Regions from separate parts of the Xenopus tropicalis genome. Here region 1 is linked to region 2. Evidence: chromatin contacts called from public Hi-C data. All regions are on one chromosome and are shown on one strand. The core of a region is the stretch at or near the end of the contact, and the rest is flanking DNA. Distances in the headings are between cores, read along the strand shown.

The links. Hi-C and Micro-C count contacts between places; a contact is called where the count stands out from the background.
Region 1: a Hi-C map of liver shows a contact between it and region 2, with 7 times the contacts expected there. The contact joins the promoter of 42Sp50 here to the enhancer-like site in region 2. A contact is called at or near these places in 5 of 5 Hi-C or Micro-C datasets (brain, gastrula embryo, liver and 2 more).

What each region holds. Positions count from the first base shown.
Region 1 is chr6:142,066,629-142,069,378 of UCB_Xtro_10.0, forward strand. 42Sp50 (Elongation factor 1-alpha) reads left to right here and starts at 1,266. Exons shown (of 7, transcript NM_001011438.1): 1 at 1,266-1,419. The coding sequence starts at 1,267.
Region 2 is chr6:141,984,649-141,987,348 of UCB_Xtro_10.0, forward strand. All of the region lies in intron 3 of fam49b (family with sequence similarity 49 member B), which reads right to left. Among named protein-coding and RNA genes, the nearest start is that of fam49b, 42 kb to the right of the region's middle. Within about 2 kb of position 1,438, at least 1 of the 11 cell types and tissues checked has an H3K27ac peak or open chromatin away from gene starts, as enhancers often do. A contact at or near this core is called in liver, where this site is marked.

The sequences.
Region 1 (2,750 bases), core at 16-2,515, 82 kb after region 2:
GTGTCTGTGCGCTGCTGGGCTTACTATTGCCACCTTGTAGCCCTAGGGCTGATATGGGCACAGCCCAGCTGCATATAAAATCCCATCCTGCATGGCTAATTGGCATGGCCAAGGCCATGCTGCAGACTGCACTGAACTCTAAGCAGCCATGCAAAATGCTTTCAGCTTGCACAATATATAGCCCCCCCATTTAAAGGGGTGTGGTGGCACATCAGCATTTACAATGTACAGGGATACGGTTTTTATCCCATAGAGAAACCTGTACAAGTTGTATGGGCTGCAGCTCCCAGCATTCTCTACACACAGGCATCGGTTAAAGCATGATGGGAGTTGTAGTCCAGCAACACCCAAGAACCCTTGATGTAAGAGTTGACAGCCGCTGTTCTGTTCCTTCATGGTCAAGATTTGCCCCTTTACCCCAAGGGATCTCCAGTTGTGCAAGGATTTTTAATCCCAGGGACACCCAAGAGCTTACAATCTAATAAGATTTGTACCTGGAACATTAGGGATGGTGACTCCCTCAAGATCACAAGGGCCCAACAAAGTCTCAGCTTTACTTGCTGAAAAAGGTAAGTTTGTAAATGTTAATTTGCCTAAAAACAACATTTATTTCGAAGGAGTGATATTTTGCTCAGTTGCAGTTGGTCTGAATTTTTCTTTTTTTTTTAATCTTTGGTTGAATTTTTGCTGTAAAAAGTAAGTAACGAGAGTTATTCCCAGGTGTCAGCGTGACTCGTAACCCATAGCAACCAATCAAAATTTGAATTGACAAGTGCAGCTGAACCATCAGGGCTTATTGGCGATTGGTTACCGGGGATTACCGTGTATGTGGGGGGGGGGACTTTATTATTATTATTATTATTATTACATATTTATAAAGTGCCGCCATATTGCGCAGCGCTGTACAATCAATAAAACACAATAAAAATACAGATTAATGTACAAAAGCAGCAAGAAGTAGGGGGAACCCGAAAATAGTGATTTATTGCTGAACCTGGAAAGTACCTGTTAACCAGCTGAGTGCTGAATTAAATCTGATGCCGTGTTTAGCAATGGTGAGGCCAGGCAAGGGCAACTGTGTGGGCACTAAGGGGTTAAATGTAAGAGAAACCCAGTAGTTGTGATGATGATGATGGGCAGGTGGGGGTGCAGCTGGGTGGGGGTGCTGAGTGCTATAAATCCCACCCAGGCCGGAGGTGGCTGCCCATTAGGTTAGGGTTGCGGGTAGGTTAGTAGCTGGCTGGTTAGTAGGTTAAGCGGTGCAACATGACTGACAAGACTCCCCAGAAGACTCACTTAAATGTTGTGATTATTGGCCATGTCGACTCTGGCAAATCCACCACCACGGGGCACCTCATCTACAAGTGTGGGGGGTTTGATCCCCGGGCCCTGGAGAAGGTGGAGGCAGCTGCCGCTCAGGTAAGTACCCCTCAGCAGCTCTTCAGTTTGTAGGCTGGTTGCTATGGTCTTATTTACTCTAGCAACCAGGCAGTGGGTTGAGTGAAAGATGGCAATATGAGTAGGAGAGGGCCTACCATAAAGGTGAACCCTCCCTTTATAACCCAGACCCCATATTCATCCCACATTGCTATCCGTTTCAGTGCATGCTGCAGACTGTAGTGATTTCTGTGCAGCTGTGCGTTATTCAGCTGAATTCATTACAATTAAGCCATGCAGTTATTAAACTTGGTTTTCTGGTTTTCACCAAGTGAGACCGTTACCCTTGCCCCTAAAACTGGGTGCATGGCACCCACCCTGTATATTAGTGCTAATTAGATGTTTAAATACATGGCTTGCCAATTCCCTGGGCTACAGGCCCCTCCCATGGGAAAGTAGAACCCCTATAAAACCCATGTGCTGCATGGCTGATAAGTAACTGGCTCACACTAGCCCACACCTGTGCTGCATGGCTGATCAGTAACTGGGTCACACTAGCCCACACCTGTGCTGCATGGCTGATCAGTAACTGGGTCACACTAGCCCACACCTGTGCTGCATGGCTGATCAGTAACTGGGTCACACTAGCCCACACCTGTGCTGCATGGCTGATCAGTAACTGGCCCACACCTGTGCTGCATGGCTGATAAGTAACTGGCTCACACTAGCCCACACCTGTGCTGCATGTATAGGGGGCTCTTATTACAACCTCTGTAGGGTCTGTAACTTTAACCCTTTCAGTGCTGGCCATGATCAAGTTGTAGCTTTTGCCCAACCACTTTTAAAGGCTTTGAGCCCTGAAACCGAATTTATGGCACTAAACTTCCCAACTGACCTACCCCCGCAGCACAAATACACTGATGGGCAAATAGAATCCCTTCTGTGTTTCAACTTGCACTGCTGCTCCTCTTATCCACATCTATTAGGCCGATTTCATTGCTAAGGTGAGAAATCCCTAGCAACCACATGACCAGTTTCAAATCCTAAAGCAAAAATATGTCATTAAATAAATGTTATCATGGGTTATAGTCTACATACATAGGTTGTAGAGTGTCCTATTCTGGTCTTAATTTTTTTTCGAATTTTATTTAGCTTTAAAATAGGGGTCACTGAGAAAAATCGCTTATTTATCTTATCCTGGCCTCTCCTATCTCCCAGTCTCTGGCTGTTTGGGTAAATTGTAGAAATCGGCTTCCAAATCGAATAAAGCCCCTAAACACTGTTTTGAGAGCAGTTTACATGCAATTCCACTTTAAATTCTAATATAATCGCGATTTGTAACATGGTGCCACCTGCTGGTCAGTTTGCGCAAC
Region 2 (2,700 bases), core at 188-2,687:
ACCAGGTCTTTTCATACTAGAGATGCACCCAATTTATACTTTATGGATTTGGCCAAATCCCAACTTCTCCACCAGAGATTCAGCCAAACCAGATCTGAACCAAACAGAAAAATGTTTGTGAAGTATATAAGTATACGTAGATCTAGAGCAACTGGATTTGCTGAGTAATCATTGAAGACATTTCACTACTCATCCAGGCAGATGAACTAAACAAGCTGCTCGGATGAGTAGTGAAACATCTCCAGTGATTACTCAACAAGTCCAGTTACTCTAGATTTATTTATACTAGATATACTATGAGCTGGAGGAATGAAAACCTTCATAGTCACATGACTTTAGGGCAGGAATCCCCAACCTTTTTTACCCTTGAGCAATAATTAAATATATAAAAAGTTGAGGAGCAACACAAGCATGAAAAAGGTTTCTAGGGGTTACCAATAAGGGCTGTGGTTATTCGGTAGCCAAATGTGAACCGGCAGCCTAGAGGAGGATCTGTTTGGCAGTACACATGGTCTTGATGTGCCAAAACTTGCCTCCAATCCAAGAATTCAAAAATAAGCCCCTGCTTCGAGGCCACTGGCACTGGGAGGAACAAAGGAGGTGGTGGGCAACATGTTTCTCGCGAGCCATTGGTTGGGGATCATTGTTTTAGGGGAACGAATTAGGCTTAGGGGTGCACCAAGCCAAGGATTCGGCTGGGAAGAACAAAGGAGGTGGTGAGTAACATGTTGCTCGCGAGCCATTGTTACTGTATGGGGCAGGGTCGGACTGGGGGGTGCAGGGCCCACCAGGGTTGCAGCCCCAGGAACCCTGACCTCCAAGAGGCCCCTGCCTTGGCAGCGGGTCTAGGCCGGCAGGGCCCACCGGGTTTTTTTCCTGACCCTCAACTTCAAAGATGTGTTCAGACTGTATTTGGCCCAATATCTGGTGAGGATTTTGGGCAGCATGGTGGCCTTGGTTCTGATTCTGTGTGCCCGGCACAGACACCACTTAGGACAGCAAAGCAGAATTTCCCCACGCTGGACTGTCGGTCCCTGACATAAGGACAAAAAATAAAAAGAAGAGGCTGATCACAAAGGACCCCAATGAGTTTGGAAATGGAGATCATCTTTGCGGCTGGATAATGGAAGTGCCCCCCACGCTTCATGCACCCCCCACAGCTCCTCTCTAACTGCTCTTTCCCATGCTGTGCGGCGCCCATGACAAGCCGGGGGGGGGGGGGGGTTACCCGTTAGAGTGGCGCCAGCTGTGCCGGGCTTCCCGTGAGACTTACTTTCAAAATCCAAGAAAAAATGGGCTGCATTGTGGTCTATGTCTCTGGTTAGCACCTTAATGAGATTACCCATGCCAGCCAACCTAAAAATAGAGAATGGCACAGTCATTGAGTTCCAGTAAATGGGAGCGAAACGCGTGAGTTCAGTTAGTGCTCAGCTTCTTGTGGTTTCCTACATGGGCGCAGGGGTGGAACTGGAGCCTGGCATGTCAGAAGGATCCCTGTGTGCAAGGTGCCCGCGGTTAGGCATTTCCTTTCATACCCCCCCCCCCACCCTCCTGCAGCACAAGCCTGCTTATTACACAATAGTATCAGGGGGGAGGGAAGAGAGTGCTGCTGGGTATTTTCTCCCCTTTTCCATTTCTTTTAGCAGGTCAGGGGCAATCGACTGCTGAACTACAACCCCCAGAATCCTGCAATAAGGAGGGTTACCGACATCTTGGGGGTCATTTATTAACACTGGCAATAACCCATAGCAACCAGTCAGTGATTTGCTTTTTCCAGCCAGCTGCAGGTAGAACAATGAATGCAACAACTTGGTTGCCAAGGGTTACTGCCCATGGGCCATTCTGCCCAGTATTGATAAATGACCCCCACTAGTGATGATAATAGGCAGCAGTACATTTATATCTATTCTATTCCTGCAGGGAAAAGGCAGAATGAATGCCATTCTAACAGAGTGCCCCATTCCCACAATAGCTGCACAGACTGGGGGGGGGGGGGGGGGGGGGATCAGCACCCCTGGATTTCCCAGTATCCCCCCCTCCTTCTTATTCACTGCCCTAAACATCTCTGTGACTATAGGAGAGTCACTAACAATCATGGTTCGGATATCAAGGGGTTTATTTTGGTAAGGGGGGAACTTAAACACATGTGGGGGAACTTAAACACATGTGGGGGGCCCCAAAGCCGCTATGAGGGCACCTGCCTGCGGGCGCAGAGCCCCCAGCCTATTAGAGGCAGCTGAAGGGTGATACCATCTCGTGTGGCTGCCGCTAATGAACATTAAAGGGAACCCCTTATAGAAAGGAGCGCTTGTGGCTACAGCCCTGACATGCTACTGAGGGAGTGCAATGTAATGGGGCCTGGCTTCTTTTTTTGGAAAAGAGGGGATTGTTTTACTGTAGGCTGGGGCCGCTGTGAGCAAACAGGAGCCAAGGAAAACAACATCCCCCCATTTTAATGTCTCAGGCCCCCCACATATTGCTGAAATCCCACAATTTGGGAGTTGGGTGACCACAAGGCCATCAAGTATAAAAGGAATATTATATCACCCACCTACAGCCAACTATGTGCGGGTACTTCTCCTGAAGGCCCAGGGTGCCGGGAACTGTAACACCCAAAAACGGAGAGACATGGTATCCCTGGCACTGTAACACCCACTGTCTGGCAGAGGGGAGACCCCCCCCTCATGGTATCCCTGGCAC